Linked DNA regions of Mus musculus: region 2 is linked to region 1. Evidence: chromatin contacts called from public HiChIP or PLAC-seq data. All regions are on one chromosome and are shown on one strand. Each heading gives the region's core, a stretch centred on a gene start, on an enhancer-like site or on the middle of the called end of the contact. The rest is flanking DNA. Distances are from core to core; before and after follow the strand shown.

Region 1 (7,372 bases), core at 3,521-6,020:
AAGCATAGATACTTATGTAGTCATTAAATGGTATAGTGCCAGGATATGGGAATATGCTTAGCCATGGGTATGAAATACTGAAAAGTAATTCAAAGTGTGAATTAAAAATAATTTATTTAAGCCTGTCACAGTTTTAACTGCTTCACATTACTAAGCAGAGCCCTCAGTTTAGATTAAAGGGAGTTCAGAAATTTTGTGTTTAAGGGAGGTAATATCAAAACTACAGGGAGAATGAAGATTGAGATGAACCGTGGGACGAAATTCAGATTTAATGGACGGTCTGGGGGAAGTTCAGGTATGGCTGCATATTTTATCCACCTTTCAGGAAGCAGAGAAGCTAGAGAAAGAGGCCCAGGTCCTGAGAAAAGAGTCAGGACCCATGTCAAGATATTTAGGCTCTGTCCTGAGGGCCATGGGGGGCCCCTAAGTCATGAATCGCATTGACCCTTTAGAAAGTTTACTCACTCCTGTAGTCCTCTGGACAGTGGAGTGGCAAAAGCCAAGTGTAAAGATAGGAAGCCCAGATAAGAGCTCAGCCCACTAATCCAGCATATGGGATGGCTGTTTATCTGACCCCGAATGTAACAGGAGGTAGACAGAGGCTGAGATCTAGAGCTCTACAACAGGGATGATGCCTGGGCACTGGTGTGGGCAGAGGGGATAGTTTGTGATGACAGAAGGGGAGGCAGAATTTAGGAGGGGCACAGTGTCTGGGATCCAATTTCAATGGGGGTACTACAGAAAAGTTTATAAGAATAGGTTATGTAGAAGGCCGAAGACATAAAGAATGGCTAGGGCTAGAGAAACAGATTGAAGTGACAGCCACATTTGGTTAACTGCACCCAGGAGGGAAGCATCTTGGCCACCCTGGGGAACTATGTATATCAGACAAGGCAGTCTCAAGCATCAAGAGTTCACTCAGCACATCGGAACACAAGGAACGAGCAGGATGATGAGCTGCTCAAGAATGGAGAAGGCACAATGGAGAGCCGGAGGCAAGATGGAAGATGGCAGTGTAATGGGAGTCATGGGAAGATGGCCGTGGATCATTTGTTTCACAACATTTCAAACTAGAAGCATGTGGGACCAGAGCTTGGAGGAGGGCTTTGCTTGAACTCATGTCTTATTCTTCCTCAGGCTTCACTCTGACCTTCAAAATGACAGTGCTCTTCAGTATACCCAACCCACCATGCACACACACACACACACACACACACACAGTGCTGACACACAACAGAAATACCCACCACAAAGCCCATGGTGGTGGTCATCTTTATGGAGTGAAGCCTTTAGCTCCACAAGCTCAGCAGCTTGTGGAGAGGATGACAGGGACAGTGAGCACCCGGTGGCATGACAGTCGTTTGGAACCACCATCCACGACTCCCTTGAGATTACTTTCACGTATACAAAGCATTATGATGTTTGACTTGACCATAAGCAATCCCACCCAGGCAGGGACTATGGCTTTTATGCCACACACGGGAATATAAAAAGATGGAGTGGGTCCTAGACACATGCCCATCAGAGGCTATGAAGGGTCATTGATGGAGGTTGAGGAAAGTTCCCAGGTCGGATATGAGGTACAGAGGGATGGCTTTGTGTAACGACCTCCAGGGTTCTGTGCGCATGCCCAGAAAGAAGATGCTGCTGGTAAATCACACACTGCAGTTGACTACTGGAGGAGGTTATTTAATACTCTGGCAACTGTCAGGAACGGGAAGGTGGAATACAAACGGTCTACTATATCTGTGTGTGGGTGTGAAGTTTTGTGCATCTTGGGTCTGCCAAAAGTCTTGACAAGTAATCTACCTGAGGTCATGATGCCAGGAAATGGTAAGGTTGTGCCTTTGATGTTGGGCCATTTGATTCTGAGTCTATGCCATTTTTATTTCTACAAGTAATACGGCAAGGCTTTTAGGCAGGAATCTGCTGACAAAGTCATTGGCAGACATTCAGTGTCTAGCAGCAGGGAAGCACGGCCTCCCTTTGTCTCCTGTCTCATGGAAACCCGGAGCCCATATTCACTCAGGAAGGTTAACTCAGGGAAGACACGTGAACGGACTCGCATGCCCATGGCCATAAGTCACTGCAGTGGCAAAGGCTTACGCTACCCTGATGCATTAGAACTCAGAATGTCTGGCCACCTGGGTGTGACCTTCTGGAGACCTGAAGACAGAGATGAGAAATTGCACGTGCTCGGTGTGGCTTGGAGGCCCAAGTTGCAGATAAGGAGAAGTGTGTGTAGAGCTAACTGTAGCCACCCTGGAGTGGAATGCCGCTTTGATGGGCCAGGTTTGCCATCAGCACTAGGAATGTCTAAACAATAAAATGCCTGCTGGAGCTGACACTGCTTTTCTTCTGCCATGGAATTTTCAAAGGGGTCATGGCAATCACGTTTCTGGACGACCCTAGCAGCTGAATGTTGGCCCAGGCTGAGGTCTAGTTCCTTGGGTGTGAGTGGGAGCTTGGCAGCTTCTGCTCTTTGCCTATAGAGCTCTTTTTCCTGTTTGTCTGGGACAAGATGGGGGTGGGAGGGGGAGCCAATAAGCTTCACTAACACAGGAGAGATGCAGGGTAACATGAGAGACCAGAGGGCCCCTGCCTGATCACGTCCGTGGCAGGAGGAGGGGTCTATTTAGATAACTGAGTCCACTTTGTAGTGACTTTGTGTACATCCATGCTATTATTGGTGACTGCTCGTGGAAAGATCACCAAGAGTCACATAGAATTTTGGCAGTTATTTTTATATTTTGATGCCCTTCTCAAACGTTTATTTCCTGTTTCCCCAAGCCAACTATTCTAAGAGTCCTCAAACATGGTCAAACAGAAGCACTCATTTTGTCAGTCCCAAATTTCTACAAAGACAAGCACTTCACAAGATTCCGTGAATCTCACAATTTCCCTTACTTGCTTTGATGAACCATTCACTAGTTGTTCACAGAGAAGGGATTTTATAGGTCTGTGTAAGGTTAGCTAAACACCAGGGCTGTTTAGAACGCTGGTGCACTATGTAATGCTCCTGTGGTAAACGCTGAGTATTTTTCCTCAAGTGGATAATTCAGATGGGCTCCACTCTAGTTGAAGGTCCAGATAACGAGTGTATTTTGCGGGCACCAAATGCATCATGAATAAATCACAGTTTTGTTTTGTTTTGTTCAGAAACCACAGAGCCAAAGGATTCTAGCTGATTAAACGTATCTCTGAAAAATAAGACAGGTAAGCTAAAAGAAGTGCATGTCTGGCCTCTGGGCCTGGCTGTGCGTGAACTGATTTAGGTCTTGTGACTCAACTGAGATCCAAATTGGGTCTCAGACACCCCAATTTCTACCTCCCAGTCACATATTCCGTCTTATAATGCCCTTACCTCAAACTCTTAATTATAAAAAATTTAAATTCTTCAAGATTTAGCTCTATAATTTTTTCCCTTTGAGCCATGCTTCAAAACCTAATGTATACGATTCAGAACGTAATAGAGTTGCCAACCATTGCTCCACCCTCAGGCCCGCAGCCATGGCCTCCGTGTTGTAAGTTTTCCTTGGAGCCTTTCATTTAGTGACCTCTAATAGAATCTAATAAGTAGATCCGAAATGAGGATAATTAAAAGATATGGATCAGACAGCTTTTCGGTGGTGTATAAATTGTCAGTGAAGCACAGAACAGAAACTGGTCTCCCTGACGATTAAAGACAATGGGAGATGAAGAATAAACGGCCTTTTCGCAGGACTTTCAAAGGGGAAGTGATTTCGAATGCTCAGCCTTGTTATCCAGAGAGCGCGTGACATTGAGCCCAGAGGCGCCTGTTTCATTTCACAACTGTGTAATTTGGAAATGATTAAGAACAGCTCTTTCTCAACATTTTTTAATCATGGACCAACTAAAAACATCACATTGATTTCTCCAGCCCATCTTTCTCGAATGTGCTCATATGAAACACATTTTAAATCAGCTCAGCTCTTGAGGTTTAGCTCCATTAAATTCCTGTCAGCACACTCTTCTTTTTATGAAAATAGAAAGACAATTACGCTTTTTGAACTCTACTACCAACAAAGTAAAAACCAAACCAAACAACACCCCCCCACCACCAAACCCAACAACTCTCAAGTGAAAAGCTCACACTACCATTCCGTAAATAGCTTGAGAGCTTCTCAAAGCTGGGTTCCCACGGTGCACATAGCATGAGCAGGTGCACTGCAGAGGAGTGGGCGTGCCCTGGATGTGAGTGCAGGTGCATTGTGGGAGGCAGTGCCTCCTGGAGCTCCTATGGCCACTGGCTCGGAACCACCAGCTTCATTCCGTTTAAGGGTAATCGTCATGTCTGCCTATCTGTTTAACAGGATGACCTTTTCTGAGGGAGATTTCACTTGGCTTCTGGAGGAGCCCAAGAAGGAGCTAAGCATAAACCATGGAGGTTAGAATTTGATGCAAAACAGAAAAGAGCCCCCAAACGTTTGCTCATTTTAAAAAAGAAAACATTTAGCAACATTTATCACCAATCTGGAATATTCCCACACCTCATAGTTTTATGATCTAAGTGTCAAATTAAGTATACTATGTCTAGAAGCACAGGAAAACTTGAAAAGAGAAGTGTGTAAGTTGCATTTTATAATCTTAAAGTGCTTAAGGGGAGAAGGAGGGTCCTTGGGGAAATCTAAAAATAGACTAAAACATACAAGAGCCAGGTATTAAATATTTCACTTTCCACAGGCTTGGCGGTGACAAAAGGTGCCTCTGGCAAGAGGGCTCTTATGCCTTCTGATGTGAGACACTGTGTGTGACTTCATGTCCCTGCTCTAGAGGCTGGTGGCCTGCTAGGGCTGGTGGCATGGGATGCACACAGTGGTGCTGGCTTTCTTAGCAGGAGGCCACTTGGCTGGTGGATGGAAGCTACCCACCTTGACCAGCTCTGTTGTCTCCTTCTGAACTCTGGTCTCCTTCCTTATACATTTATGATGTTCTCCATCTCTACTTACTAGTGAGATTTAAATTCTCCACACATGCTCAACTAGGGGTCGCAAAATCAAAAGTCCTAGAAAATATTATTAATAGTGCCCACCTGGCCCCTAAATCACAAAGAAAATGTCAGCATCCTTTCTTCAGGGGAACTCAGCCTTGAGCTACAGAGCCAACATCTCCAGAAATGGACTTTCCAGGTTTTAGCCTTTGACCACATTGAGAGTGAAGATACTTTTAAATGCAAAATGGATTCCTGTTAGCCATTTGAGCCTACAGAATAAATGCCAACCTCCTGTGGTCCATGCGGGTCAGGAAGACCTTCATCTCCATCCTCTGGGCAACCTCTTCAGGGCCTAGGAACATGGAGCAGTGACTGCATCTTGCCTTTTTTTTTTTTTCAGCTGCCATGTTCTTGAATCCCTCAATTGTTCTTGAGTTATTTGGGTTTGTTTCCATGCTGTGTTCTCTTTGCAACTACTTGTTCAAACCTGTTGATGTTGTTAATTTTTTTCTCAAAATCCCTAAATTTATGACTTTTGGGTCTACTTTGGAATATGTGACCTCTGGAAAAAAATTTTTTTTTCTATAAAGTGAATTAATATTATTGAAAATATTGTTATCAGGCATTCAAAATAGCTAGAGGGGTGAATCTTGAGGTCTTTTTTCATCATGAAGAATGATACACGCTTAAGAGGATGATTGAGGTAAATATCTGAAGTGGGGCCAATAACCAATGGATGTATGTATTGAGCCAGCATGCTGTACTCTATAAATATGTATATTTATTATGTGTTAATTACAAAATGAAAGAGGAGGATGGAGAGGCATCTCACTAACTCCTCACTCTTCCAGGAACCTCAGCTCCTTCCTCAGCATCCTCATAATGACTCAAAATCTCCTCTAATTCTATACCCAGTAGACTAGCTGTCCTCAGCCCTCTGTGGTTTCCTGCATTCACATACATACCCACAGGCACACACATGCAAAATAAACAAACAAGTAAATAAGTAAATGAACATTTTAAAATAAAAGAAATCACAGGGCTAAGAAGATGGCTTAGCAGGCAAAAGTGCTTGGTGTGCAAGTCTAGAACCCACATAAAGATGGAAGGAGAGAACCAACTTTACAAGTTGTTCTGTGCACTGTGCACTGTGGCATATATATATATATATATATATATATATATATATATATATACACACACACACACACACATATATATATATATATATATATATAAAATCTTTCAGATACGTACACACATGTAATAATAATAATAATAAATACAAATTTTGAAAAAAATTATAGGCTCTAAGAGAATCGAAAGAGATCATTTGGTGTTGTCAGGATAGTGAGAGCCTTCTTGGTATCTTGGAATATGGATGAAAAATTTCTCCTTAGCATCCTGAAACTCTTGTTTCAGCTAAGGCTTTTTGACAAACACCTCCTATATATGGGATACTTCTTACTATGGTCACATCTGGCCCCTTTGGGCCCCACACCTGTGATCCCAGGATCCTCAGGTATAAGCAAAAGCAATCTTACCTTCTTGTAGAGACTCCTCAGATCGCGATACTGCCACATGCTGTTTAGGACCTGAGAAGCAGCCTTGACCACCTTTGGAGAGTGCCTGAGAAGGAAAAGGCAGGAAACACAGATGATGACCTGGAACCGCACTGTCTTGTCACCCTTTTGGTTTTTATCTTCAGTAAAGAATTATTTCCCTAGCCCCCAGTCTCCTTCTCAGCAACATGCCTGGAAAGGTTAACAGGCAGGCAGGCACTAGAGTTTGGCAAAGAACTTCCAAAACATAAACATAAGAACAGTGACAAGTAGGGAGCAGTAGAGTCTCTGTGATGGTTTGTGTATGCTTGGCTCAGGAAGTGGTAATATTAGAAGGTGTGGCCTTGTTGGAGTATGTGTGGAGAATGTCCATGAACAAGAATCTATGAAGCCTTGTATGCTCCTCAAGTCCTTTGGATCAAGGTCATAGGAACTTATGGTTTATTAATCTTTTCTCGGATTGCCTTTGCAAATGCTATGAAGGCACAACCTCTTACCTTTTGTTCAATGCCAATCTGTATGTCAAAACAGAGACTAGGTCAGTATAGCCATATTGATTCAACTCCCATCAGATTCTTGAAGTCCCTTTGACTGGTGCTTCTAAAGAAGCTTTTTAACTACTTGTAGATCTTAGTTCTAACAGAATGGTTTTACCACCAACTGCCTAATTCTGCCATGTACTGAGAATTTTGGTTTCTTTGAAAACCACAAAATTATTATGGGAATATGTTTTAGTTTTAATCCCAGGTGTGGGATATGATGCTGCTTCAGACTGTCCACAGCAGCTGACTATGATTTGCCTCAGGCTCTAGCAGAAGCGTGATTTTGCCAACTGCAGATAGTTTTTGTGGCTGTC
Region 2 (7,372 bases), core at 2,957-5,456, 65 kb before region 1:
CAGAGCAAATGCATTTTATTGAATTTTTCATGTTTAAAAGTTTTATCTGCTCAAGTGCATATTCAGTGTTTCCAAAATGATGGAAATAAAACTTCAACAGGCACAACACATCTTACAAGGTACAGAAACACTTCTGACCGATTGTGCAAGTATTAGTAGGGTCATTTATAGTTTTATCGACTTGTCAGCAAGCCTTTCTGCTTCTTCCAAGTTCTGTAAACAATGCAGGTGTCCCTGTTCAGTACAAGGATGACAGCTTTCAAAATTATACAAAGCTTGCTACCCATGGCGTTTCTTCCCACAGTGATGATTTAAAGATGTAAGAGTGTCTGTCAGAAAGAGAAAATGTGTTAATAAGCATTTAAAAATACTATTTCAATCCACATTGATAGGTGTACTCCTAGATCAATATTTTTTTACGGCACAAGTAAACTTGGTGAGGCTGTTATCTCAAGGACCATTCTAAGTGTATTTGGAAGTGTTTGTCACCTCTTTCTGCTTCTCTGTTCTCCCTAATTCCTATTTTACCACATACCCCAAATATTTATAAAGTTCTCAGGATTGCCAGAGTGCCTCAAAGTGAAGCTGCACCTGGCTCATCCTTTCAGCTGTTCCTCTCTAGAATATTCCATAAAGAGTGGGGATCTTGAGAACCATGTCACCAGATTCCTGGGAGGCACCTCCCATCTGATGACCTGGCTTTTGCAAAGGAGTCATGCCCTGTTCTCCTGCCCTGATCTACTCTTTTGGGAGGGGGGTGCAGCTGGCAAAAAGGCTGTAACTAGAATTTGTGAATTCTCTAGAATACAAGTTTCCTGACATGTTAAGAGCTTCCACCTGAGATATATGTTCAGTTGTCAAATGAACTCTGAAAACTCATGACGAATATTGCTGCACATAAAAAAATATATAATCCCATGAAACTCGACTAATGTGATTTGACAGCATTTCCCATCGTCATAAAGCCAGTACAACTGGGGAGCCAAGGCCATGCTTGGAAGGAAGAGTCTTTGAAGATGAGCTGTCTTCCTCAGGGATGGGACATATTGGGAAGTAGTCAGCATCGAGTGAGGCAGAGAAGTCACGGCTGAAGTGTGAATCTCCCTTTGGACCTCTTCAATAAAGGTCTTATGCTTTTATAGAAGGTCCACCACGTCTTCCCACTCCAAAAGGCCCCACCTGCAAATGCTATCAACTTGGGATTTCAACACACGATTCCTACAGATGTGTGTGTTTGTTGGGGAGGCACAAACATTCAGGCAGCAGTGTTGGGGCTTACCTCACTTGGTTCTTCCCAACATCTGTTACACAGACTCAGTTCCCTTTACCCAGGTTCAGCTTCTACGCACACACACACACACACACACACACACACACACACACACATCTAGTTTTCTTTTCTTTTCTTTTCTTTTCTTTTCTTTTCTTTTCTTTTCTTTTCTTTTCTTTTCTTTTCTTTTCTTTTCTTTTCTTTTCTTTCTTCCTTCCTTCCTTCCTTCCTTCCTTCCTTCCTTCCTTCCTTCCTTTCTTTCTTTCTTTCTTTCTTTCTTTCTTTCTTTCTTTCTTTCTGTCTTTCTTTCTTAGGTTTTGTTTTGTTTTGTTTTTTTTTTCTTTTTTTTTCGAGACAGGGTTTCTCTGTATAGCCCTGGCTGTCCTGGAACTCACTTTGTAGACCAGGCTGGCCTTGAACTCAGAAATCTGCCTGCCTCTACCTCCCAAGTGGTGGGATTAAAGGCGTGTGCTGCCACGCCCAGCTACGTCTAGTTTTCTAACTGTTGGAGGTTGAGACAGAAAAGCTGGCTCCTATCATTCCATTTTGGTCCCTTACAGAGAGTGCACAGGACTGGGAGTGAGGGACTAAAGAGAGTAGGGAGAATAGACACAGCAATTAAAGAGACTCACCCTGGTGGAGCACTAGGCATCCTGCCTCTTCTTGTCCTGGGTCTGTATGGATGATGGAGTGTGGGTATGATTTCCTCTGTGGCCCACGGCTGCTGTCTGTCCTGCCTGCTCCTCTCTGTGGCTGGCTTTTAGCTCCCGTGCTGGAGCCATCTCTACCTGCCCGTGTCATCAGGCTTTCCAGCATCCTTCACACGCCCCTTTGCTCCATTATCACTCAGCCTCTTACCTGAAAGACTTCTGTCTTGCTTGTGATCTTATTTGACTAAGAAACAAATCATCAACAAAGGAACTTCTAGAAAACAGAGCAGCATCTTATGAATTAAAGAAAGGCTAAATTCAAACAAGTGCTCCCAAGGAGATCAAAGTCTTCCCTTATGTGCCATCTATGTATGTCACAGACTGATGCTGAACGCCAGGAAAAAAAATGTGTAAGTGTAAATTATTTCAGGTCTTGTCTCTTCTTTTTGCCAACTCTAATACATTTTCTACCTGAAATAAAACCTGTCAGTGATTGTTATTGGATATTTTTATAACCTGTGTTGGCACTATACAAACTGTATTCTCTAAGCAAGTTTCTCTGTTTCACCAATGTCTCCAAAGGTGGACATTTGTAATCAAGGAGTGGGGTGTATACGGTTGACAAATGGCTCTCTCAGAGATTTGGAATCGTGGATTTTGTAACTTTTCATTCCTTTACATTTGTAAGCTAAACACGAAGCACTGTGTTTGTGATTCATTCTTTTGAAAGATGAACATGTCTCATGTGGTGCAGAGACCAAGGTTATTTGCATGGGTAACTGTGCATCATTTTGAAGCAGCATGGCCAGCGGTAGCTGGAAGACAAAATCCTGCTAGATGCTAAGATGTTAACTGTGGCATCTGTTGGAGAGGCAGCTTCAAGTAGCCAATGAGAGACTACTCTCTCTCTCTCTCTCTCTCTCTCTCTTTCTGTGTGTGTGTGTGTGTGTGTGTGTGTGTGTGTGTGTAGGTATGCCCGAGCAAGTAGAGGTCTTCCTTGAGTGTTCTTTGTTTTTGTTTTTTTTTTTTTGTTTGTTTGTTTGCTTGTTTATTGTTCTGAGACAAGATCTCTCACTTTCACCTTACATTCACTGATTCGCATAGTCTGCTTGGTCAGAAAGGTCCAGGGACAGATCTTCCTGGTTTTCCTTCCCCGGTACTGGGGATTACCAGCATATGCCACCATGCCAGGCATTTTAAACATAGACACTGGGAAATGAACACAGGTTCTTATGCTTATGCATCAAGCACTTTACAGACTGAACCATCTCCCCAGCCCCACTTACATCCTTTTAAAATAGATGATCTACTCCTGTCCTGTAATAGAAAGCAAATTGCAGAGTTTCCGGAGGGAGCTGTGCAGAGCAGAAGTGTATATTAAAAACCTGAGCGGAGCACTTTTCTCATCACTGAGAAGTACTTGGTGAGATTTTTATGGGCAGGCAAGGAACTACTTTGTTGTGAAAGACCTTTGTATATGGGCTGCAAATAAGATAGGGGACATTGAGGGAGCTGTTGTTTATCCTTGTACAAAATTTTGTTTTAAAAATAGTGTCTGAATTCAAAGCTATAGTAGCAAGAAAGGAAAGCACCACTGAACAAACCCACAGATGCCAGAGAGTAAATCTGCTGGGAAGGAACTTGGGAGTCAAACCTCTAGGTCAACCCTCTTCTTCTGCAGATGGGGCAAATGGAGACTCAGGCAAGAAAGTCATTTTCTGGACCAGAAGATAGCTCAGTGGTTAAAGTCCTTTGACCTATGTTGAGGACCCAAGTTCTAATCCCCAGAACCCAAGGAAAAGAAAGATATGGTGCAGTGTCTCTTCAATCTTGGCATTCTTACAGTGAGATGTAGTGGTGAGATGTAGTGGTGAGATGTAGTGGTGAGATGTAGTGGAGACATGGAGTCCACAAAAGCCCACAAGGCCAGCTATCCAGCATAAACACAAAGGAGACCCTGCTTCACACAAGGTGGAGGGTGAGATTGTCTTCTGACCCTCACATATGCAGTGTGGTGTGAACACACATGTGCACACGTGTACACACACATGCACACACACACACACTTTTCTCATTTTGCTTCTACTATAGAAAGAAGCCACAGTAAAAAATATAGCTTCCTATTAACAAAAATATTCAGACCTCAAATCTACTGGTGCCTCCATCTGAGTCTATGAAAAGAAAATACTTTTGTTTAAATCAACTGGCCTGTGGCGTCTTGGTTAAAGCAGTCTAGAAAGCCAAAGGCAAAAGGTCTAGAAGCACACTTTAAGGGTTCTCAGCACTGTAGAAACTTTAAAGCAGAGATACTGTTACTATGTATTATGGTAATTGTGATGCTGTTACTTCATGATATGGTCTTTGTGATGCTCTTTCCACATTATGTGGTCATTGCAATGCTCTCACTACATACTGTGGCCATTGTGATGGGCAACTCTTAGAGAAGTTAAGCAGATGAGGCTCACTTGGTTTCTTGGTGGCATATATGACATGAACAACAATCTTCTGAGTCTGCATGCCCCCGAATGGGCAAGCTGCTTTCTATCACGAGATGGAGATGAAGGTCTGTGATAGTCTTATAGTAAGTAGTACTATGCCAGTTCAGTCATGAATGAAGGTGCAAAAGGTGGAAAAGGATGACATATAAGTGTGGGTGAAAATATCAAGTGCATGGATGTGGGAAGAGAGGCTCTTGGTAACACAAGTTCGTTTCTGGAAAAAAAAAAAAAACCAGAACTTGAAGTCAAACCAAAAAAAGACCTAGACCTCCAGTAAACTGAGGTGTAGGCTGCATAAGAAAATGAGGTGAATCATTCAGACAAGAAACAAGTCCCAATATACAGGTCGTGATAGGGAGTATAGAGGCAGCTGAAATATTAGGGCCTGTCTTGCTGTTTACTTTATTAATCAGTCTGACAAACTAGTGTGTATCTGTGGAAAGTGCTGACTACCTGTCGAGTATCCTGTGGACCACTCTGCTTTGGACTTGGCAGCTCTAGTGTGATTCGACTGTAAGAATTCTATGTCCAGTATTGCCCTCTAAATCCCATCACTTACTCTGTGACTCTGGAGAAGTTATTTGGGTATGAGTGCATGCATATGTGTGTGCATGTGTATTCATATGGAAAACTCAAGTTTATGTCAGGTATATTCCTTAATTGCTATTCATTTTTATTGAGGCAAGATCTCTCACTGAAGCTATAGCTCGCCAGTTCCAGGCAGATACAACGCCAGGACTTCTGAGCACGGTGACTACAGGCAGTTACCATGCTTGCCTGGCTTTTTTATGTGGTTCCTGAGGACTCGAACTCTGGTCCTCACATTGTGCAGTAAGTACTTTATCCACCGAGCCATTGCCCCAGCCCTCTGGACAAGCCATTTCATCTCTCCGAGCCTCTCTTTATTGCCTAGAAGATCAGAAAGAGCAAAGATATTTCTTAGGAGTTGTTCTCAAAATCCGTTTAAGAACCGCACAGCGAAGCCTCTGGTGTGGTGCTTTGCACTTGATGAATCTCATAAAAGCACAGTTTGTGTCTTGAGAGGTTTCCATTCTTCAATACATAAGGATTCATTCAGGGATGAGCTCATGACCTGACAATAGTTAGACACCCAAGTGTTCTGCTGAGGCTTCTTGGGCTTATTCTTAATGGATTCCAAGCTGGGAGCACAAACTTCTTGGAGATCTTATTACCTCTGAACTTGGAGATGAAAACCTAGACAGCTGGAGACAGAGCTGGAGGAAAACGAGCCCAGGGTGACTTTGGTCCCCGAGAGTCTGGCCAAGCCCAAAGTTTAACCATTTTTGGACTTTTCATCTACATCTGTCAATTGATTCAATTTTGTTTCTTGCAATCTGGGTTCGGGTTTTGGTTACATGCAAGACGAGAACTGTGACAGCTGCAGTGCTCCAGAGAGACGTCCTCACATCCTTATAGCTAAATTGTCATTGTGTAATGTCAACTTCCAACCTGGCAGCTCTGTTTACTTTCTTCCATGCATGGAGCCTCTGAGAGCAAAGAGTTTCCTAATTATCTGCCTCTTCTACGATCCCAGGACAGCTGTTTTTCATACTTCAAAGATGCCCTAACCTGAACTGTGTTCTGCATAGTTTTTCTTGGCAGCTATCAGCTTGGAGATGGTGCCCTAAAAACCACAGCAGCAGCATCTTTAGTGCCCTCTGTGGGTACTGAGAGCTTTATCAACAATGAATATCTAAAATGTCTTCACACCCACTCTAGCATCTGACCTGCAGGTGCCAGTCAGTGTGAAGCCCACAGTGTGGGCCAAACAGAAGCAGCATGAGCTCAGCCTCAGTGAGGATTCATGGGATATTTTCCTTCTCTTCCCAATGTCACCTCTATGCCATCACCTACTTGCTAATTAGCTTTGGAGAACTTTGCTAAAGGTTGGGTTAAGCCTGAAGGGAAATAGCACCATACTGTGGCACCTCTGGTGAACAGGGCTGTTGCAGTCACTGCAGCTGGGCCTGTGAGGAACATGAGCCTGAAGGTTGGGGGTGCTGGAGGAAGAACCCCAAGATCCAACAGGTTTCAAAGGATGCCAGTTATTTAGTGTTCTTTCCAGAGGACCCACTTACTTTCAGTGCCATACAATTGACTTGCAAAAGCAGGAACAGTCTGCATTCCAGATTCACTTTGGGTATGGAGGTTGATGGCCTTCCTTTTTGAAGATAGTTGTCATTAGCATGGATTCACATGTGTTAAATCAGAATGAAGTAAGTGAATCAGTCAATCAATCAGTCAATAAGTCAATCAGTCAGTCAATCAAGTAATCAATCAGTCAGTCAATCAACCAACCAATCAACCAACCAACCAACCAACCAACCAACCAACCAACCAACCAACCAACTAACCAATCAATCAGAGGAAAGAAGAAAGAAGAAAGAAAGGAAGAAAGAAAGAAAGAAAGAAAGAAAGAAAGAAAGAAAGAAAGAAAGGAAGAGAAAGAAAGGGAAGGGAAGGGAAGGGAAAGGGGGAGAAGGAAAAAAGAGACAGAGACAGAGAGACAGAGTAAGAAGGAGGGCATCTCTGGCACAAAGGTTTCTGTCAGAATCATAACTTGCACCAGGAACAATCAATCATATGTGCAGATGGGGAAAAGATTATGGGATCTCAATGTTATGTAAAGAACTAGAGATAACTAAGGCATGCTGAAAGGGGGAGAAATGGTTTTTCCCAACTCATGCGCATATGTATATGTATATGTGTGTTCATATGCATATATATGAATATATTCATTCATATGAAAGTATAGTCATATACATATACTCATGTGTGTATATATATTCATAAATAAACAAATACAGCTGGCTCAGTCTGTATACTATTATTTGCATGTATACTTTCAGGGTTGACCATTTGGCATTGGATAACTTATTGGGGTACTCTTCCCTGGGAAGACCGTTTCTCCCACTTTTGGCATGCCTTAGTTG

The links. HiChIP or PLAC-seq counts read pairs in DNA pulled down with a chosen protein or histone mark.
Region 2: a contact with region 1 is called in an H3K4me3 HiChIP or PLAC-seq map of the SCID.adh cell line, with 11 read pairs. The contact joins the promoter of 4930430F21Rik here to the enhancer-like site in region 1. A contact is called at or near these places in 1 of 39 promoter capture datasets (embryonic stem cells), 1 of 484 Hi-C or Micro-C datasets (embryonic stem cells), 1 of 115 datasets of contacts at active chromatin or transcription factors (the SCID.adh cell line) and 2 of 9 other capture datasets (adipose tissue and liver).

What each region holds. Positions count from the first base shown.
Region 1 is chr15:30,972,004-30,979,375 of GRCm38.p6, reverse strand. It overlaps Ctnnd2 (catenin (cadherin associated protein), delta 2), which reads right to left. Exons shown (of 23, transcript NM_008729.3): 19 at 6,499-6,583. Among named protein-coding and RNA genes, the nearest start is that of 9630009A06Rik, 9.0 kb to the right of the region's middle. Within about 2 kb of position 4,770, at least 12 of the 459 cell types and tissues checked have an H3K27ac peak or open chromatin away from gene starts, as enhancers often do. A contact at or near this core is called in the SCID.adh cell line, where this site is marked.
Region 2 is chr15:31,035,960-31,043,331 of GRCm38.p6, reverse strand. It overlaps 4930430F21Rik (RIKEN cDNA 4930430F21 gene), which reads right to left and starts at 4,206. Exons shown (of 4, transcript NR_045186.1): 1 at 4,063-4,206; 2 at 3,207-3,275; 3 at 1,903-2,164; 4 at 1-329.